Linked DNA regions of Canis lupus: region 2 is linked to region 1. Evidence: chromatin contacts called from public Hi-C data. All regions are on one chromosome and are shown on one strand. The core of a region is the stretch at or near the end of the contact, and the rest is flanking DNA. Distances in the headings are between cores, read along the strand shown.

Region 1 (3,740 bases), core at 626-3,125:
TCAGATGTCCAATGCCAGTTAAACCTGATAGATAGATGGAATGCAAGTGCCATCTGTTCTGATATACCCACAGATCACGGATAAGTGAGCCTTGCTACGATCCCCTCCTTTCCTTTGATTGCTTCCTCCTGGCCTCCAAAGGTGCCCTTCTTCAGAACCCCTCAACTCTGGGACCCCATGTAGCCCAGGGTCCATTTTCTATCTGCCTTTTTTTTTTTTTTAAGAGTTTGTTTATTCATGAGAGTCAGAGAGAAAGGAGAAGCAGGCTCCCTATGGGGAGCCCAGTGTGGGACTTGATCCCAGGACCCCAGGATCACAACCTGAGCCAAAGGCAGATGCTCAACCACTGAGCCACCCAGGTGCCCCTCTATCTGCTTTTAACAATCAAATGTTCCCCAGAAAAGGTCTATATTTGTCCCTTCTGTTTCCTCACCTCCTTTGGTCAACAAATCTGCTCTCTCCAGTGGCATTCTGATCCCTAAGTCCATTGGTCTCTTCTTCCTCATTCTCCTGGACTGTCTGGGCCTTTGACTTCATCAGTCTCCCTGCCTCAGGACCACCCTAATTCTGTCAACTACTTCTAGTCTCTTTTCTCCATTCCTGTGGTGGCAGCTGCTCAAGCTCATTCCTCCACGCTCTTCCTCCCTCTGGAAGCCCTCTCTTCCAGCCGTCTACCTATCCTGGGTCTTGTCCTCACTCAGAATGACTCTGGGTTCTCTCTGGCCCAGACCTCTACTGAACCTCAAACCTGCCTTTTCTCCTACCTGGTGGGCAGTTTCACTTACATATTTATACCAATGTGTCCAAACCCTACTCTTCTCACCTTCCACCCAGAGGTGCCTCCTCCTTGCTTTTCTCTATTATTACTTTGCTCATCAGTTCGGGTAAAGCAAGCTGAGAATCAGTGTTTTCTTCAAACTGCCTCATTTCTTTCTTTTTTTTTTTTTTCTGCCTCTTATTTCTGAACTTTGTCTGCAAGCTAACAGCATAATTGCGGTGGCCGAAGGCCAGAGGCAGACCAGGGTCCTGGTCCGAGCTCTGCTCTGGATTTCTGGATGGCTTTGGACAAGTCAGTGGCACTTTTTTTTTTTTTTTTTAAGATTTTATTTATGTATTCAGAGAGGCAGAGACCTAGGTAGAGAGAGGGAAGCAGGCCCCACGCAGGGAGCCAGATGTGGGACTCGATCCCGGGACCCCAGGATCACGCCCCGAGCCGAAGGCAGATGCTCAACCACTGAGCCACCCAGGGGCCCCTCGTGAACTTTCTGAACATAAATGGAGACCACGTATTGAAACCTCACTACAGGACAAGTACCGTGGTCAGGGCCTTCTATACATCATGTCGCGAACCTATATAATTTTCCCATTTGGGGGAAAAGGAAAATAAGGTCCAGGAAGACTAACGCGTTCACGACCGAGAACCGGCTAGTGGGAGGGGCTGAGCTCAAAGCAGCTCCGCAGTTCCAACTCCAGAGTCCGTTTTTTCCATTACACCGTAGGGAGCCCGCTCCCCACGCCCGAGGCCGCCGTCAGCCTCCCGCCGTCCCACTGCCCTACGGGGAATGGTGGCTCCCGGCTGGAGCGCGGAGGCCGCGAGCACCACCGCCCCGGCAGCCCGGCCGGGAGCCCGCGGCCCCGCTCAGGAGCACCCGGCGGCCGTCCTCGTCCCGCCGCCCCGCCCACCTCGCGCAGGCTCCGCCCCCTGCCCCGATTGGCTGGCGGGAGCGACTTGGGGCCCGCGGATTGGCTGCGCGGCCGCGGGCTGACGTGGCGGCGCTGACGCGGCGGGGCCGCTGTGTGGTCCCCGCTGGGCTGCGGACCGGACTCGAGGCGGGCGGTGCGGCGCCGGAGCGCGAGGCGAGCCGAGCCGCCGCGATGCCGCTGGAGCTGGAGCTGTGTCCCGGGCGCTGGGTGGGCGGGCAGCACCCGTGCTTCATCATTGCCGAGATCGGCCAGAACCACCAGGGCGACCTGGAAGTGGCCAAGCGCATGATCCGCACGGCTAAGGTGAGGGCAGAGCCCGGGGCGGAAAAGGCGCCGGCAGGAACCGGGACCGGGGGCGGGGGCGGGGCCCGGAGCCGGGGGCGGGGCCGGAGACTGCAGGCGGGGGCGGGGCCCGGAGCCGGGGGCGGGGCCGGAGACTGCAGGCGGGGGCGGGGCCTGGAGCCGGGGGCGGGGCCCGGAGACAGCAGGCGGGGGCGGGGCCTGGAGCCGGGGGCGGGGCCCGGAGACAGCAGGTGGGGGCGGGGACCCGGGATCCCGCGTGCGGCCTGGCGTCCCGCTCGCCGTGTCCGTTCTTAAATCTTTGCGGTCCTCCTCACCTCTCCCCACCCTCCTCACCTGTCTGCATCCCTGCAGTTGCCTCCTGACCCGTCCTTTGCCCCCTTCGGGTGGCAGAAGGATCTTCCTAGAGCACAGGTTTGATGAGGTCGTACCCCTGCCTCAGTGGCTCCCCACGGCCCGCGGGTGGAGCCAGAACCCCTCACCGTAGGCTTCAGGACCTCAGTGACCTGGTTCCTTCCTGCCTGCTCATTGTTTCGTCTCCGACATCTTTCAGCGACCTTGAATTACTTCCAGCAAGTTCCGGAAGTTCCCGAAGTTGCTGTGATCTCCTCTCACTTGCCTTTCCTTGTGTTTGGAAAAGGAAATGGTGAAACCGTCAGGGCTCTGGATTCAAATTCAGACGCCACCACTTACCAGCCGTGTGAACACGGACTAGTTACTTAACCTCTCTGTGAGCCTCCGTTTCATCGTTTGAAAATCGGCTTGATAATAGTACTTAATAGAGTTTGTAAGAATCTAACGGGATGATTTATGTAAGGCTCTTAGCACAGTATTTGGCACAGAGGACTCAATAAATGTTAGCTATTAGCGATAGATTTATAAATATTCATTGCTCCCTCTTGGCAATTTTTTTTTTTTAGATTTTTAATTTTTTTTTATTTTTAAATTTATTTATTCATGAGAGACAGAGAGAGAGGCAGAAGGAGAAGCAGGCTCCCCACAGGGAACCTGATGCGGGCCTGGATCCCAGGACCCTGGGATCAGGACCTGAGCGGAAGGCAGAAAGAAGCCCAAACTGAGGCACCCAGGAACCCCGGCAAATTTCCATTCCTGTCCAGGTCTACTTGGATGCTTTTTTCCAACCCTTTCCCTCAAGGCTGGGCCCCTGTCATTGCTCCCATCATATTGCATTGTCACTGTCCAAGTTCCTTGCTCTCTCTGTTCAACTGTGAAACCCTTGAATGGGGGACTATCGTGTTTTTATTGTGACCTTAGTCCCCAGCATGAGGTCTGTGCTGTGATTTCTGGGTTTAAGGATGGCTCACTCCCATATTTTTCCCCCCTCCCTTCAGTCAGAGGTGTTCACCTAATGTCGTTAATTGTGATTAGGTATTTATCTTGCTCTTCGTTCAGGACTAACTCTGCTTTTATGGAAGCCAACTGAATGCTAAGTGCTTACTCTATCAGATACTGGGCTAAATGCTTTAAATGCACCATCTCATTTCATTATTATAATACAATGTGGTAGATGCTATTGTTTTCACATTTTTTTAAAGATTTTATTTATTTATTAGAGAGAGAGAGAGAGTGCATGCACAAACAGGGGCTAGAGGGAGAAGCAGGGTCTCTGCTCAGCAGGGAGCCTGATGTGGGGCTCTATCCCAGGACCCCAGGATCATGACCTGAGCTGAAGGCAGATGCTTAACCGACTGAGCCACCCAGGTGCCCCTATTGGT
Region 2 (3,590 bases), core at 136-2,635, 170 kb after region 1:
AGCACCCACGAGGTGTTGGGCTGCATCTAGACACTGGGATTAATTCAACAATTTGTAGGTGCCAGATGCTTACATACCTTGTTTTAAATCTCACAAACTACCTAGATTCTGAGAGGTTAAGTAACTTGCCCGGGTGACACGGCTACTAAGTACCTGATGGAGAATCTGAATCCAAGCCTGTCTGATTTCAAAGCATGTGGCTTTCCCACTGTTTCAGGCTTTCTCAGTTCAAGGTGATAATAAAATAAAACCTACTGACGGCAAAACACGTTTAGTCATGCCTCTGCGAACATTTTAGGCTGATCCGAGAAACCTAAGTATTTTATCTCCCAATCCCTGCCAACATTTGCTCAGCATTCACTCCCCTTGGCCAAAATATCAAGAAGAGTGATTCAGAATCCAGGCCAGGAGCGGATTACACAGCTCATATCCTGACTCTCTTTCAGCCCCAAGTAAGAAAGTTAAGGTAACTGCATTGTTAAGGCACAACAAAAAGTAAAAGTCTCGAGACACAGCTGAGGAAGTAGGAAGACTCAGGGATTCCAAGTGTGGTCTACACCGCTCCGGACACGCATGACCCCTAGCTGGTTACTTCGTTTCTCTAAGACTCAGTTTATAAATTCTAGTGTGGGTGCATCACCCCGCCTTTGCCGTGGGCGCCCAATGAGGAAATGGGTGTGAATGCGTTTTGGAATCCACTACACCGTGGGCGCCCAGGGTTCACTGGAAGAGATCAGAGTCTGTAATTCTTGTTCCAGTGAATTTACTGTGACCACCCACACGTGCCCAGCCGTGCCCTGGGAACCCATCCTGGCTGAAAAGGAGGGGGAAACTGCCCCATTTACCTTCAGGGTAATAATCCGGTTGGCAGTCTTGATTTCAAAAGTCCCCTCCTCGGCGTCCGCCTTGCAGTCAAAGACCGCAGTGGAGAGGTCGATGCTGTCCAAGGGATTGGCATCCTGCGCGGTCCGTGAGTAATACAGGTGACATTTCTTCTCGTCGTAGAAGAACCAGCGGGATTTCCAGCCCCGAATGGGACCTTTGCCGCCAAATTTACTTAAATAGCCACAGAGTTTCTTGGCGGCCGCCCCCGACTCCTCCGGAGGCAGCACCTCGGCGCCCCCGGCCGAGCCCGCAGGCTCTGCGAACCTGGGGACGGAGGAGCTAGACTCTGCGGGGTCCTCCTGGGCGCCCTCCATTCCGACTGAGGCTCGGCTGCCAGCGCGGGCCCAACCTCGGAGACTCCGGGGGTGCTCCCGAGAGGGAGAAATCTGGGCGGGGGCGGGGCCGGTGGCGACCCGCCCCCCGGAGACGGCAGGAATGCGGACGGCGGCGGCCCGCGCGCCTTTCACCGAGAGTCCAGGTGGGGCGGCTGGCCACGCCCCTCCCGACCTCCAGGCGGCCAGGCCACGCCCTCGCCACGCCTAACCACGCCCCCTCCCCGCACCGCCCACCCCGCCTACTTCCGGCTTTTACTCCGCGCCGGTCAGCCATCTTTAGTGAGGGCACCTGCGGACCGTGAGAGCGCCCTCAGGTTGAAGGCGTGGTGTCCCTGAGCTACGTTAACTGGCGGCAGAGAAGCGGGAAGAGACACCTGTCTCTGACTAGGCTGCCTTGCTACCTCGCGTAATAATGTACAAGGACAGTTCATTTTGCGCCTGAAGGGCCGTCTGCTTTTACCTAAGTCCAGGTGCCGTGCAGGTTACCCTCGAGCGGCGCATCCCGCGGCCATTGGCTGAGAGGGACGCCGGGTGGATGACGCCACTTCCGGCGCCGCTCGGGGCGCTAGCGAGTCCAGGGTCTCTGCAGGCTTCTCTCCGGGGGGGATCGTTCAGCTTGTTGAGGTCTTTACACTGAGTGCAGCGGCCTCCGCTGCACCTGCTGCGGTTCCTACTCGCCTCCCTCCGGCCCAAGTCACGATAGGTAGGGCGCCCAGGCCCGGCTGCAGCTAAATGATGACGCTAAAATCCTACATAAAATACTTGCAAACCGGTTCTGGTGTTTCACCAAAGAATTACATACTGCACCTGGAAGGAGCTATTTTAGAGATGCAGGCATATTTGAATAACAAGAGAAAATTACATCTGTAGTGCCAAAGATACGGTCGTCTTAATATTTTCTGAAAAGGTATTTGATTAAAAAGATATTTTCTAAAAAGGTATTTGATCAAATTCACCATCCATTTCTGGAGTTTTAAAAGACGTCTTGATTATTATGGAAGTATAGTTGACACACAATGTTTCAAAATTTCTTAATAAAGCAAACAGCACATCTTGTTTAGATTTTCTAGCTAACTAATGGTAGATACTTGCAATCATAATAATTTCAAATATACGACTTACATTTGAAAAACTCAGGAGTTTTCCCACTAATAGTTCAGGATCTAATCCAGGATTCCACATTTGGTCATCATGTTCCCTTAGTCTCCTCTGAGCTATTACGTATTTCAGCTTTTCCTTTATTTCATTTTATTTTATTTTATTTTATTTTATTTTATTTTTTATGACTGACATTTTTTTAAGGGTACTGGTCAGTTTTATAGAATTGTGTGAATTTGAGTTTGTCGGGTGTTTTCTCATGATTAGATTGGGGTGATGGGCTTTGGGGGAGACCACGACAGAGGGGAAGTGCCTCTCTCATCACATAATATCCAGCTATGTGATATGCACATGGTGATGGTAGACCTCCTTCACATAGTTAAGATGATTTCTTGGCCAAAATGTTACCATTTTTAACCCTCTTTAAGTCTCAAGAAGCTCCACCTTCTGGAGGGTAGAGGGAGGGTAGTTGATAGGATTTTTTACAGCCTATTAAAGTGATTCTAAGGTTCATTTCCAAGAAATGAACAGGTGAGAGTAGCTAAATTTTTGAAGAAAAAAAAAAAAGAACAGTTAGAAAGGATTTGATCTACCAGATATTCAAACTTATTAATTCAACCAAAAAATATTCAGTGGGTGCCTTCTACCAGGCACCATTTAAAATGCAGGGCCACAGTGATGAACAGGACAAGTCCAAGATCCCAGTAAGCTGTCATTCTAGTCCAAGGAGACGGGCCATAGACAAGTAAACAAGTAAATATCATGTTGACCTCAGATTCTCATACTTTCTAGGAAGAAGTGAGCAGAATGATAAGAACAACAGAATTTAATGTTTCTGGTGTAGGGACAGGCACATCAATGGAGCAAAGTAAGTTCAGAAAAACATACAAATAAGTGTAGGAATGTGGTACAGGGCAGGGTTTCTCAACCTTTCCCCCATTATTATCCCTAAAGGAGCCTTTTCAGACTTTTTCCCTAATCACCACCTCCCATAAAATTTTAATACCACAGATATAACATGTATCTCTATGTACTGCACATATGTCTGTGCTTTATACATAAAAAGAGTAGGATTTTTCTTCTGTGCCCCAAGACCAATTTTCAACCCGTTGGGGGTGATGTCCCTATCGAGAAAACATTGTATTGGAATGTCAGATAAAGTTAGAATTTCAAATCAGTGGGGGACATGATGAGCTAGCTCTTCAATAAGTTAGTTTAGATATTCCCATAATATTGTATATCAAATCGTGTTTATGTACATTAGAAAATTTT

What was found. Hi-C and Micro-C count contacts between places; a contact is called where the count stands out from the background.
Region 2: a contact with region 1 is called in a Hi-C map of blood, with 2.4 times the contacts expected there. The contact joins the promoter of TBC1D2 here to the promoter of NANS in region 1. A contact is called at or near these places in 2 of 9 Hi-C or Micro-C datasets (both in blood).

What each region holds. Positions count from the first base shown.
Region 1 is chr11:55,619,425-55,623,164 of UU_Cfam_GSD_1.0, forward strand. It overlaps NANS (sialic acid synthase), which reads left to right and starts at 1,876. Exons shown (of 6, transcript XM_038552913.1): 1 at 1,876-2,007. The coding sequence starts at 1,876.
Region 2 is chr11:55,789,106-55,792,695 of UU_Cfam_GSD_1.0, forward strand. It overlaps TBC1D2 (TBC1 domain family member 2A), which reads right to left and starts at 1,386. Exons shown (of 14, transcript XM_038552915.1): 1 at 846-1,386. The coding sequence starts at 1,199.